Linked DNA regions of Oryctolagus cuniculus: region 2 is linked to region 1. The links are chromatin contacts, called in public Micro-C maps. All regions are on one chromosome and are shown on one strand. Each heading gives the region's core, a stretch centred on a gene start, on an enhancer-like site or on the middle of the called end of the contact. The rest is flanking DNA. Distances are from core to core; before and after follow the strand shown. Region 1 has its middle 43 kb from the start of FAM50B. Region 2 holds the start of PXDC1 (PX domain containing 1).

The links. A called contact is a pair of places that touch in the nucleus more often than the background predicts.
Region 2: a Micro-C map of ear pinna shows a contact between it and region 1, with 3 times the contacts expected there. The contact joins the promoter of PXDC1 here to the enhancer-like site in region 1. A contact is called at or near these places in 2 of 6 Hi-C or Micro-C datasets (ear pinna and an unstated tissue).

Annotation. Positions count from the first base shown.
Region 1 is chr5:166,363,227-166,366,109 of mOryCun1.1, reverse strand. No RefSeq gene overlaps it. Among named protein-coding and RNA genes, the nearest start is that of FAM50B, 43 kb to the left of the region's middle. Within about 2 kb of position 1,484, at least 5 of the 8 cell types and tissues checked have an H3K27ac peak or open chromatin away from gene starts, as enhancers often do. A contact at or near this core is called in ear pinna, where this site is marked.
Region 2 is chr5:166,463,045-166,465,927 of mOryCun1.1, reverse strand. PXDC1 (PX domain containing 1) reads right to left here and starts at 1,438. Exons shown (of 5, transcript XM_051842071.2): 1 at 847-1,438. The coding sequence starts at 1,102.

The DNA.
Region 1 (2,883 bases), core at 235-2,734:
GCTAAAGACCCTACACTCCCTTACCAAGTGGCTTGGGGTCCACAGTAAGGTCTGGGTCGCGGGCATTCGCACTCTCCAGGGAGGCTGCACTGTGACGCCTCCGTGTTGCCATGGCAGCCCCGCTCCTGGGTTTGCTGGGAAGGAGTGAGAGGGAGCACGCAAGGGCTCAGACAGCCCCCCCACACACAGGGACAGTGCATGGGCTCAGGCAGCCCCCCACACACACAGGGACAGTGCATGGACTCAGGCAGCCCCCCCCCACACACACACAGGGAGCGTGCATGGACTCAGGCAGCCCCCCCCACACACAGGGAGCGTGCATGGGCTCAGGCAGCCCCCCCCACACACACACACAGGGACAGTGCATGGGCTCAGGCAGCCCCCCCACACACACAGGGACAGTCATGGGCTCAGGCAGCCCCCCCACACACACACAGGGACAGTGCATGGGCTCAGGCAGCCCCCCACACACACACAGGGACAGTGTATGGGCTCAGGCAGCCCCCCCCCACACACACAGGGACAGTGCATGGGCTCAGGCAGCCCCCCCCCCCACACAGGGACAGTGCATGGGCTCAGGCAGCCCCCCCACACACACAGGGACAGTCATGGGCTCAGACAGCCCCCCCCCACACACACAGGGACAGTCATGGGCTCAGGCAGCCCCCCCCCACACACACACACAGGGACAGTGCATGGACTCAGGCAGCCCCCCCCCCCACACAGGGACAGTCATGGGCTCAGACAGCCCCCCCCCACACACACACAGGGACAGTCATGGGCTCAGGCAGCCCCCCCACACACACAGGGACAGTGCATGGGCTCAGGCAGCCCCCCCACACACACACAGGGACAGTGCATGGGCTCAGGCAGCCCCCCCACACACACACAGGGACAGTCATGGGCTCAGGCAGCCCCCCCCCACAGGGACAGTGCATGGACTCAGACAGCCCCCCACACACACACACAGGGACAGTGCATGGGCTCAGGCAGCCCCCACACACACACACACAGGGACAGTCATGGGCTCAGGCAGCCCCCCCCCCCACACACACAGGGACAGTGCATGGGCTCGGGCAGCCCCCCCTCAGGGACAGTGCATGGGCTCAGGCAGCCCCCCCTCAGGGAGCGTGCATGGACTGGGGCAGCCCCCCCCCCATTCAGCTTCGCACACTGGGCTCCGTGCAGGAGGCTGGAGTTCTCTAAGTATTCTTGTAGCAACAGAGATGCACACGAGGACAGCCTCCGGCAGGGAGTCCCCGTCCACGCAGGTGTCAGGGATCCTACAGTGAGGACTGCTGTGACGGCTCGAAGAGCAACCCGCAGGAAGGCAGGAGGAGGAGGAGGAGGAGACGCCGGGCTCTAGAGAACAGCCGCGGCTGCCGTGCACCTGCGAGCCCGGGTGCCCGGATGCCCAGCGACCGCCTCCCTCCCTGCCCTCCGATTTCCGGCTGGAACGGCAGCGTGGCCACGCTGACAGAGCCCGGCCTCGAGGGGCCCTCTGCCCTCCTTGGCTGGGCCGGCCTGGGCGTCGACTCGCTGCATTTCCTCTTCGCTCATCTGAGTCAAGCTTGGAATTTTCCAGTAGAAATGTTTGCCAGGCAACTGAAGTGCTAAACCGAAGCAGAAGGAGGTTGAGAAGAACCGGCGTGCTGACCAGAGATGTCCCGTCAGACGGGCCACACCTCGATGCCAGCACAGAGCACCCTGGCCGAGGACCTCTGGGGATGCCGGCCCCTGCCTCCTCTACCTCCAGGCACACCCGGGGGCCCCAGGCCAAGCTGCAGAGGAGCCCAGTGAAGCACGGCAGGCCTCGCATGGCTCCTGGGCCTGCGGCACATTCCAGAAGCCGCTTCCTGCGTTCTGCTGCGGGGCGGGCTCAGGATATCCACGCCCCGGTCTCTGCCGCTGTCCCTGCCAGCCTGGCCCTGGGGCTGGAAGATCTTACGCCTGCGGTTGGCTTTTGTTGCTGTTCCTAAGATCAGCGGATGCTTGGATTGTGTGTGAGTGTGGCAAAGGTGAACTCCGGTTCTGCCAGGATAGACTCTGCCTTCTAGTTTACTGCAGTTCTCAGTCTCATCCCCCAAGGGAGAAAAAGTGAAAACACCTCCCCTTTCTATGGGGTTCGCTGGGACCCACATGTGTAGCCTGGGATGAATAGAAACACAGTGAATTGATGCTGAGTTCTACAACTCCAGACTGCATGAACTTGGCAGAAGTAGAGCACGGGCCCTGGCAGCAGAGGGGAGGAGCCAGTGGGAGGCCCTCTTCCAGGTGGCAGACCGCCAGCGTCTCACTGCCCTTCAATGAGGTGGGAAGGGGGCGAAAGCCCCTCTGGGGTCCCTTTCATCAGGGCATGAATCCTGTGCGGGCTCCAGCCTCAAGACCTCCTCACGCCCCCAAACCCCACCTCCTAAGACCATGGCCTCAGGCAGTGAGGATTTCAAGTTAGGAAATTTGCAAGGAAATGAACAAAGTTCAGACCACAGCATTGAGGTCCTGCACCCTGCCCCCTGCCCCCTCCGCTGTGACCTGGCACACACCCCGCGGGATGAGATGGACGTGCAAATCTCAGCACCTGGCGTAGAACAGGTTCCCAGTCATTAGCAACAAATCCTCTCCCGGCACCCTCGACCTCCCACGCCCGTGTCAGGTTCTCGCCCGCATCTCACAGCCACCCCCTGAGACACACTCTGTCTTTTACCTTTAAAGACATGGGGGGGGGTGGCAAACCAAGCTCCTCTGGGAGGGGCACGTTTCATAGAGGTAGAGTGTTGGGCTTCAGACCCGAGGGTGTGTGTTTTCAAAGTGGCTCTCAAATGAAGGAAGAGAGAGAGAGAGAGACAGAGAGAGAGAGAGAGAGAGAGAGAGAGTCTTCCATCT
Region 2 (2,883 bases), core at 189-2,688, 100 kb before region 1:
AAAGGCCGCGGCTGGCTGCGGGAGGATGTGTCATGAGAACCCAGCTAATCACCCACACGCCACACACAGGGGTGGGGACCAACGCCAGGGGGAACACAGCGCTTCTCCCAAGGCCCCAGCCAGGGGCTGCACGGGGTTGTGCGCCGGCCACCCTCGGCTTGGGTCACTGCGCCCCAAGTCTCCAAGCTGTGTTCTCTGCTCCTAGGAGCGCTGCCCGAGGAAAGCCCACAAGGGGCAGGTGGCCACCCGGGGCGGGGACGAGGGGGGCTTCCCCGCGGCCCTCTTCCCGCCCCCACTTCCTCCCCTCCCACTCCCTGCCTTCTCCCGGCCTGGCCTCGAAGCGCGCACAGCGGCGGCCAGGACCAGAAGGGAAACCACCGCAGTTTTAAAAAACAGGAGTCCCAAGGCCAAGGCGGGCGGCGGCCGTCACTAATCCAACCCGAATGCGGCTGGGGCCCTGGGCGGAGGCGCTGGGCTGGGCGGCGCGGCCGCGGGCGGGGCGGCCCCCGCCGGGACAGGCCGCGTGGCACCTCGCACTCAGCCGCCCCTCCCAGCCAGGACTCTCAAGGGCGGGGGGTGGGGGGGTAGGAGGCTGCCAGGCCCGACGCGACCCCCAACTCGGACGCTGTGGTCGCGGGTCCCGAACGCTGCCCCCCAGCACCTTCCTGCCGCCGTCCCGGGGTCCCGCGGACCCTGGACAGCCCCGGGGGCGCGCGCGAGCCGGCCTCGCAGATTTGAGCCTGGGGCAGCGGCAGGGCGCGCGTCCGGTCGGCGATGGCCCCTTTCCCGCCCCCGTGCCCGTCCCCGGAGCGCAGCTCCCCCGGGCGTGCCCCCCGGATCCCGCACCTTGGCGCAGCGGCGCGCGCGCCAGCTCCGGCCGGTCCTCCGGGAAGGCGTCGCGGAGTCGCTGCCACAGGCGGCCCAGGTCGGCGAGGCTGCGGTTCAGGTAGAGCACGCTGCGGTCCGACCACTCGGTGCGGATCTCGAAGAACTCCTCCTCGTCGCCGCGCCGGCTGACGATGAGCCTGCGGATGCCGTTCACCCAGCAGCCGCGCACGAACATGTTCACGAGAGACGTGCCCTCAAACACCGCCGAGGCCATGCCGCGGGCCGCGCATGCCCCCCGACGCCCGCCCGGGCTGCGGTCCGTGCGGGGCCGGGATCGCGCTGCGGTCCGTCCCGGCCTGCGCGCAAAGCCGGCGGCGCGCGGAGACGAGTGCGTCGGCCCGGCCGGGAGGCCGCTTTATAAGGCACTTCCCATCGCCGGCGGCGCGGTGGCCGACGTCGAGGCCGGGCCGCGTCCGCCTCCCGCCCGCCTCCCGGGACCGGCCGCGCCCCGGAGCCCGCGCTGCAGCGGCCGCAGCGACCCCGGCGCCGGGCGAGCCTCCGACACCCGAGCGCGCCCCCGCCGCCGCCGCCGGAGGGGACTGGACGCGCCGCGGGGCGGGGCGGGCCCAGCGCGCACGGGGGCGCTCGGGGGAGACTTTTTTTTTCTCTTTCCGTTTCTCGTCCCGCCGGACCGCAGGCGTCTGGGAGCTGCGCGCCGCGGCCCGGCCCGCTAGCGGCGGTGCTGCGAGCTGCGGGTCGCTGGCTGTGGCCGGGGGTCCCGCGGTGTCCCCCGCGATGCACCAGGCCTCCTGGCCCCGCGCCCTCCCGCGCATTCCGGACGTGCCTCCCGCAGGCCGAGGCCCGAGAAGCCGCGGGACCCGTGGAGCCTGGCGGGACGGGGAGGGCGCCCCCGGCCGCACAGTCCGCCCGCCCGCCCGGCGGAGGGGGCCCCGGGACGGCGAGGAGAAAGGGGGGTGTCCTCGGCGGAGCCCGTGGCGCTTTGGGGTCGCGCTGGAGCCGCCGGTGGCCGGGCCGGGCCCGGCTGGGAGATGCTGTCCGGCTACAGCCGAAGCCTAGGACGCGGGGTCGCACCAGCGGCAGCCGGAGGGTCGGCACCGCGCCGCGGGCAGCGGAGAGAGCGGAGAGCGAGGCTGCAGCCCCCCGCGGAGCTCCGAGCAGGCCCCCGCGCAGACCCGGGGTGTGGCCCGGCGGCCCGGCGGCGCCCCCGATCCACAGGTGTCCTCCGCAGTGGCCATCTGGTTTACCTCTACTTCCCTTTACCTCTGGTGCTGCCCGCCCCCCACCCCCCGGGTGGGCAACCTTAAGGAGACTGGGTGACAAACACTGGCCCCTGACCAGCGAAGTCTGGCCGATGCCTCCAGGGAAGGCGCCTGCGACAGAGATGAGCTTCATCTTTCCCCTGCAAGGCCCCAGGGAGCACAGCCTGGTCCTCCCTGGCCGGCGCCGCCAGGCCCCCTTGGCTGTGTGCTGTCCTCAGCCTTCATTCCCTACTGCCCCGAGCCCTAACTTGGTGAAGCTGCCCTTCAGCCTGCACACTTGAGGGTTAACAACACTGTTGACGAGAGGACGATACTTTCCTAGAACTGATGTTGGCTTAAAGAGCCCTGGGGCCGGGGCCATGTGGAAGCAACCCATCAAAGCCCCGTTTAAAACTGTGGGGTTGATACTGTTTTAAAGAAAAATCACCCAAAATCTGGCAATAGGGAGAATGGATGTAGTCATCTCTTTTTAAAAAAAGATTTATTTATCTGAGAGGCAGAAATACAGAGAGAGGGGGGCAGAGGCAGAGAAAGAGAGAAGTCTTCCATCCTCCCAAATGGCCACATGGCCAGGCCGAAGCCAGGAGCCAGGAGCTTCCTCTGGGTCTCCCGCTTGAGTGCAGGGGCCCGAGGACTTGCGCCATCTTTTGCTGCTTTCCCAGTTGCATTAGCAGGGAGTGGATTGGAAACGGAGCAGCAGGGACTCGAACCGCACCCCTGTTGGATGCGGGCACTGCAGGTGATAGCTTCACCTGCTGTACCACAGCGCGGGCCC